Regions from separate parts of the Hordeum vulgare genome. Here region 1 is linked to region 2. The links are chromatin contacts, called in public Hi-C maps. All regions are on one chromosome and are shown on one strand. The core of a region is the stretch at or near the end of the contact, and the rest is flanking DNA. Distances in the headings are between cores, read along the strand shown.

What was found. Hi-C and Micro-C count contacts between places; a contact is called where the count stands out from the background.
Region 1: a Hi-C map of seedling shows a contact between it and region 2, with 2.5 times the contacts expected there. The contact joins the promoter of LOC123443798 here to the promoter of LOC123413455 in region 2. A contact is called at or near these places in 1 of 6 Hi-C or Micro-C datasets (seedling) and 1 of 1 datasets of contacts at active chromatin or transcription factors (embryo).

What each region holds. Positions count from the first base shown.
Region 1 is chr1H:445,816,869-445,820,526 of MorexV3_pseudomolecules_assembly, forward strand. LOC123443798 (probable glycerol-3-phosphate dehydrogenase [NAD(+)] 3, cytosolic) reads right to left here and starts at 2,356. Exons shown (of 5, transcript XM_045120332.1): 1 at 1,524-2,356; 2 at 783-1,004; 3 at 29-276. The coding sequence starts at 2,163.
Region 2 is chr1H:445,608,977-445,612,608 of MorexV3_pseudomolecules_assembly, forward strand. It overlaps LOC123413455, which reads right to left and starts at 1,631. Exons shown (of 2, transcript XM_045106409.1): 1 at 1,494-1,631; 2 at 297-869. The coding sequence starts at 867. The coding sequence ends at 496.

The sequences.
Region 1 (3,658 bases), core at 1,106-3,605, 210 kb after region 2:
ACAGTATTATTTAGATCACAACACAAACCTGTATAGTCCCCTTGCCTTTGATGCTGTCCCCCATTTCCAGAGTCAGTTCTGCCTTGGCTAATTTATGCCCATACCATGCATTACGACCTTTCAACAGCGTAACATAAGTGTCTGCTAATAATGGTCCAGAAAGTCTCTCAGGCTCTTCCGCTAGGAGGTGGGTGATGTATATCATTTCGGACGTGCAGAGTGAGAAGTAAACTGATTTGCTTGTTGCGCTCTCATTGGTCAGTGCTGCCACCATACCTACAAGAAAACACGATGTTCAGCAAAACCTTTGATATATTAAGCCCCTGAATAATAATATAGAGCCACATATCCATCCGACAATTATTATTTGTTGGCACATACTGAATTCATCAGTAGTTTGAGTCTACCGTATCTCGCATTAATGGCATCTATGCAACATAGCAGCAAGTAATGTGTGAGAGTGATAACATCAACGCAAGATACAGTAGATTCAACTAACATATTACTCCCTCTGTAAACTAATATAAGAGTGTTTAGATAACTAGAATAGTAATTTAAACGCTCTTATATTAGTTTACGGAGGGAGTACATGGTACAGGACAGGGTATTTGACATGAGGTCTCAACACGTTTCTGGTTTGCTGCAAAAATGGCAACAGTTTTGTTCCCCGTGTCTAAAAAAAGGAAGGCTCCAAACCGCAATTCATTTTCCTGATAAAGATAATATGGGGCATGCTCACCAAAATACAGTATGACAGCAGTTAAGAGCACACGGGAACTTACCAGCACCAATGGCATATATGTTCTTTAAGCCACCCATGACTTCATGTGTAACGAGATCACTGTTATCCCATACGATGAAATGAGGCTGCCGCAAAAATTTAGAAAGAGGCTTCCTCCACTTGTCAGCTCCACAGATGCGAGCGTTTGCATACTCTTTATTGTAGATTTCAGAAGCAATGTTAGGGCCTCCGAGATATAGAATATTCTCCAATGGAACTCCAGCTACAATAAAACCCATGACAAACAAAGCTTCGTCAGAGCCTTAATTGGAGTATGTAACATGCCAAAGTATATACGATGCATTGACACATACAAAATGAATTAATATGAGAGGAAACTAGAGCGCTTATTATTCAGTACTAATGGAGACACAGCTTGCTAAAATGATGTGTATGTACTAACCACTACACCAGGTCAAGCATTGCAGGACATAACACTTGGACATTCATGGCGAGCCATTTAGTGTAAGGGCATTAACTAGCTCTCCAATTATTTGATAGCGGACATAGAGAATGTGCTGTATAATCATTTAGTAGCTGTGGAGGACACTAAGTACAGATAAAGGAAATGAACGACAGTAACACTAAGTATAGATCAAAATTCAAGATAAGCCTGCATACTTCATCAGGAACATCACATTCAGTTTAGCGGCTAAAGTACGGTATTAAACTATTAAGCGGTGGATTTGATGATGTAACAAAAAGAAAGTACTAAATAAGTAAAGTTGAGCAAAGAACTCACTTGCATTGGCGATCATCTGTGTGGGGGTAATGATGCGAGGCATGGGATCGAGCGACGCCTCGATCCCCTTGGCCAGCGAGATAATGATGGGCGGGTTGATCCTCTCCTTCCAGTACCTCCCGATCTCCCCGAACACCTCCCTGGTCTCGGTGGAGGGCAGGCCGTTGATGACGATGTCGGCGTCCCAGACGGCCTCCTGCAGGTTGGTGACGACCTTGAGCGGGCAGAGCGGCGTGTCGATCATGTTGAGGCAGAAGCCGTCGCGGAGGATCTCGTCGGCGTAGAGCGTGCGGTCGCCGAGGCGGGCCTCGACGTACTTGAGGTAGGCGCAGCGGCGGATGAGCCTGCGGAGGACGCCCTCGCGGGCGTTGATGACCTCGAAGAGGTGCTCGGCGGTGGCGCGGTCGACGGCGCGGCCCGGGCGGCGCCAGACGCGCACCTGCGCCTTGTCGCGGTGGTCGCGGCCGTAGGCGTCCTGCAGCAGCGCGCAGAAGACGCTCCCCCAGGCCCCCGCGCCCACGCCGGCGATCCGGAGCGGGTCCCCCTCCGCCTTCCCCAGCCGCCGCCGCAGCTCGTCCAGCTTCCCCTCCGCCGCGCCCTTCTTCCCCAGTCCTGCTCCGTTGGCGTAGCTCCCCACCATCGCCGCGGCCTCCGGCTAGCTCAGTCCGCCTGGCCGGCCACGCGCGAGGAGAGATCGAGGCTCGCAGGCCAGCTAAGCGAGAGCGGGACGGGGGAGGTGGCGGTGGGATCGAGGGGGGGATGCCGGATGCGGGGGCCAAGACGCGCCATTTAAATCCCCCAGCTGCGGCCCCGCTGTCCCTCCCGGCCGCCGCCCGTTTGAATTGCGCGCCGACGGTTGGTGGCGGCGCCCGCCCGCCCGCCCGCCCGTGCCGGTCTCGCAGCTGTCCCTCTCTCGCGGCCACGGCGCGGGGCAGTAAAGTTGGCGAGCGAACGGAGGTTTTGTACCGGGGTTTCCGCTTCTACAGGAGAGCGCGTCCCGATTTGGGAGCACGAGGGGAATGAGGAGGGCAGTGACGCCCGGCGGTGGGGGGGTGGCCGGGTCAAAACAGGTGGATTTTGGGGTGGCGCCGCCCGTCCGAGAGGGACGGGCGCGGCCGGGGCGGAAGATGGCGACGGACGGCCTGACGAGTTGATGACGGACGCCGGTTGCTGGCTGGTGGGGTCGCGGACCATTTCCTGCGGAGGCTGACTCGCCTCGCTCGCAAATACAGTACATATGGGAACGATCAGACCACTGATCCCCAGCTACCTATCAGACTACTGGTTGTTGGATTACTTTTGTCTCGATGGCCAAGTAAACGTGAGTTGGGTTGGCGTTTGTTATTACTATTCCTTAAGAGCATCTTCAACGGCAGCGCAAAAAATCGGCGTCAAATAAATTTTTTAGCGCGTCACTGTAGCAGTTTTGAAGCGCGGGGACCGTAGCATCTCCAACAGACGCGCGCTAGTGCAGCGCCCAATCCAGTCCGATCCAGCGGTCCCATCTGCAGCCGCTCAGAGTTTGCTGCGCGTGCAAGCCGGCGCATCAAATATGCTGCGCGCGATAGCGTTTTTGAGCGCGCGCCCAAAAGTTTTTAGCGCGCGCAGCGTTTTGCAGCTTCTGCTGGAGCAGTCCGGCGCCCAAAAAACGAATCTTTTAGCGCGCGGAGCAGTTTTTGGGCGCGTGTTGGAGATGCTCTAAATCACGACGGGCTACCAAATTGAGCATGCACCTACCAGATGCATGCACCGACGTCATGGAAGCATCAGTTAATTCTTACTCTTAACTACTTCTGTAAATCATGGAATATCCTGAAAATAATTCTGGTTGATTACAATTACTTTCAACAACAGAAATCTAGTACACTGATGTTTTTAAGCTGATGCAACATGGTTGTATCATGGAAGCATTCCTTTCATCGATGGATGCATAACCATCAAATAACATGTACTACACTTTTTTCTCACTGATTTTATGCGATGGCAAAAATAGTTGTTATGACATGAAAACAATCCTTTTGGTCGGTGTAAACATTGTACTTTGCAGTGAGGTGAAAACATATTGTTTAACAGAATCATTTGACATATGAATATTTTTTAGAGTTTCAAAACCTAATGTTTGGTGTAAAGGAAGC
Region 2 (3,632 bases), core at 381-2,880:
TGCAGCCTTGAAGATGGTCAGACGCATGTGGTGCCACTTACTTCCGAACCGAGGGAGTACTGCTTTGGGGTTTCTCGTAAATATGCTCAACTCTCCTTCAATGTAGCTTTTGCTGCTATTTCAATAAAGATAGCACTTGTTATTTGATGGGAATCTGTAAAAGGTCTTATATTTAGAAACGGAGGGAGGGAGTATTTGTCTAGGCAGGAGAATATATCCCCTGCTGCTGAAAACAAAAAAGTTGAGTTCTGAGCAAAGGGATATAACAGCAAAAACTGTAAACATCAGGCAGCACAAGACCAAATAAAACCATACTTTCGCATAACTCTGTGTTCATAGACTTCCATCCAGCACCAAAACAACAAGATGTCGGGGCTACCAACTGAAGCACAACAGAAGCTGGAAAACTACAGAAACGTCAAACATGGATGCCGTGTTTTGTCTTTCTGAAACAGAAGTTGCCCCATGAAGCAGAAGTTGCCCCATGAAGCAGGATCACTGCTGCGGTGCGTCCGACGGCTTGATTCCCGCGTCAGCTTCCGTTGCCCTGTAACCCAGCCCAGGGCGCGACGGTTGCTCCTTCTCGCCTTCAAAGTCGCGGGCGTCCCGCAGCGAGGCCTCGAAGTCAGTGGAGTCCATCGCCGTCGGTAGGAGGCTGCCAATGTCGTCTTTGGCACCGAATCCGCCGGCTCGCATGACATCATCGGCGGAGATGGCAGCTTCCATGTTCATATCCACAACATCATGGCCATTTGCATTTCCGGTGTCAGAAACTGCGGCGTCCTTCAGGGCCACCTGGTCATCAGTCATGGCATCTGGTTTAGCTTGTGGAGCTTGTTGTCCACTGCCGAGGTTCTTCCCGTCCATGCCTGCCAATATATGCCACCAGATATGAAAACTCCATGCCAAGACACCACCCTATAGACAATAGCTTCATGCTCAAAAAAGTTTGCTGTTAGTCAGAACTTCAGAAGCCTTTGACAAGATGCAGATAAGGTACCCTCCTCCTTGGTAAGCTACCTATATTCCTGGTTATATGCAACAAAGGAAACTGCAGGCAAAGCTACTGCAGTGTTCATGTAAGGTATAACACATCATTCCTGCTGTGGCTTCCAGTTGCAGCTATAGAAATGACTCAGTTCAGTCAGAAACGCAGTGGTATCTTCTAAGGCTTCTTTGCTCGCGCGCGTGTACAAAAACTAGTAGTACTATCAAACATCACACTGCTACAGATCTCACCTTATATTACTTTCATTATTACATCTTTCTACTAGCGCCAAGATTAATTTGACTCCCTTTTCTTTAGTAATCTCAGAACAAAGCACAAATAGAGCTGCTCCAGCGACCTGCAGAAACACTAGTAACTTTACATGAACACTACTCATATGGATCCATCCATGCGACGCTGCAAAGCAACACAAGACCGGACCGGAAAATGAAAACAGATCAAGCAGAGAGCGGAGGAAACTAAGCAGCGGCTAGGCACTCACCACCTGCAGATCGAGTCGGCGAAGAAACGAGGCGCCGCGGATTCGAGAGCTCGCCTTTTCTGGTTCCTTCCACGCAGCCAAGGAGATCCTTTCTTTTTTACCGAGGCAACCCAATCCCCTCTTCGCTTCGTCAGTGCTCAACTGGGTTAGATCACCACGTGTTCAGCGGAAGAAGGGTAACGTGGCACCTGTGCTTGCTCCTTTTGGGCCCAATGGGCTACTTATTTAGGCTTTTGTTTATTTCAGTTGGGCCAGCTAGTTTCTCTCTCTCTCTCTCTAAGAGAGAGAAAGTATTGGTAAACGCAAATTTTATTTTGCTCAATAAACGCTAAATACATTCAAAGAAAGTATAGAAGAGATGCAATTGGCAATTCAATAATAAAAATGTGGTAACTACCACCACATGAATTGGCGGATTGCCCACCCACTCCATTTAACCTTTTTAAAAGGGTGTCGCTTTTATAATGAGATCCTTGCGCTCCACGAGATTGTTCACGAGTCCACAGTCGTAGGGCGGGGGGTGTCTTCTTGAAGCTGGATTTTCAAAAGGCATATGATCGCCTTGACTGATCTTTCCTACGCCTGGTCCTTGAGTGGAGGGATTTTGTTGATAGTTGGTGCTCTTGGGTTATGCAACTAGTGCACACCGGAAGCACGACGATCAATATCAATGAGAAGGTACGACCTTACTTCCGTTTCTCGAGTGGGGTTCGACAAGGTGACCCAATTTTCCCGCTATTATTCAACCTGACGGATGATGCCCTCGCCTCTATTATTGATAAGGCAAGGGCAACGGGCTACATACCTGGAGTGGTGCCACACCTCATTGCTAGAGGCGGGGTTATCCATCTCCAGTATGTTGATGATACAATGATCATGGTTGAAGGATCTGATTTAGATATAGTAAACTTGAAGTTTCTTCTTCTTTGCTTCGAAGAGATGCCAGGCCTTAAGTTCAACTTCGTTAAGAGCGAATTTATCATCCTGGGATGCTCCAAGGTGGAGAAGCAACAGATTACAGATAACCTAAAGTGCACGTTGGCCACATTTCCTATTGACTTCTTGGGCATGCCGCTCTCTAACTCTAAGGTCTTCATGAGTGTGTTTTACCCCCTAGTGGAGAAGGTTGGCGCGCGGGCGGAACCCTAGTGTGGTAGATTTACCTCCAAGGGGAGTAAGACCTTCCTAATAGATTCCAACCTCTCCAGCCTTCCCATGTATATCATGGGGATGTACTCCCTTCCTTATGGTGTGCATGTTGCGTTTGATAAGGCCCTTGCCCGTTTCTTCTGGCAAGCCATGAATGGCCGCCAAAAATACCACATGGTAAAATGGACCGACATCTGCCTTCCTAAGGAGTGTGGTGGGCTAGGGATCTTGGCTTCCCGACGGATGAAGGTCTCCCTAAAGCTCAGATGGGTCTGGCGGATCATCTGCAATGATAGGGAACTTTGGCTCCAGCTTCTTCAAGCCAAGTACCTTCACGGCTTGCCGCTCTTAGCGTGTGATTCTATGGACGGGTCTTAGTTTTGGAGATCCATCCAAAAGATTAAACACGAGATCTGCTTTGGATTGGTGTTCTATCTCGGCAATGGCGAGGGGACCCTGTTCTCGTTGGATCCTTTGGTCGAGGATACCCCCTTTGTAGGGGGTCCCTCTATTATTTGCTATACGTGCGGACTCCTTGCTTCGGGTTTCAGAAGATGCCTGGGAGGGCCATTGGAACATCCAGTTCCGACACTCTTTGGGACTCGCAGAAGTGCTCGAATATTCCAATCTTTTGGCCGTCCTCCTGCTGGTGATTGGCAGTAGCCCGGATCGAGCGAGGTGGTTGCTCTCTCCTTCGGGAGATTTCTCCGTTGCATTGGTGTACCATGCACTATGCCGCACTCCTCGCATCCGGTGGATGACACCCCTATGGAAGGTGCCACTACCGTTGAAATTCAAGATCTTTGTTTGGTAGTGTTGACGGATTGCCTCATATCTCGTAGACTGGTACGGAGGTGGTCAAGAGGCATGGTTCGGGGAATGGGATATGCCCCTTGTGTAATTGTTGGGGAACTTTGCATGGGAAACAAATTTTTTCCTATGCACACATAAAATCTATCCATGGTGATGACCATCTACGAGAGGAGGAGTGCG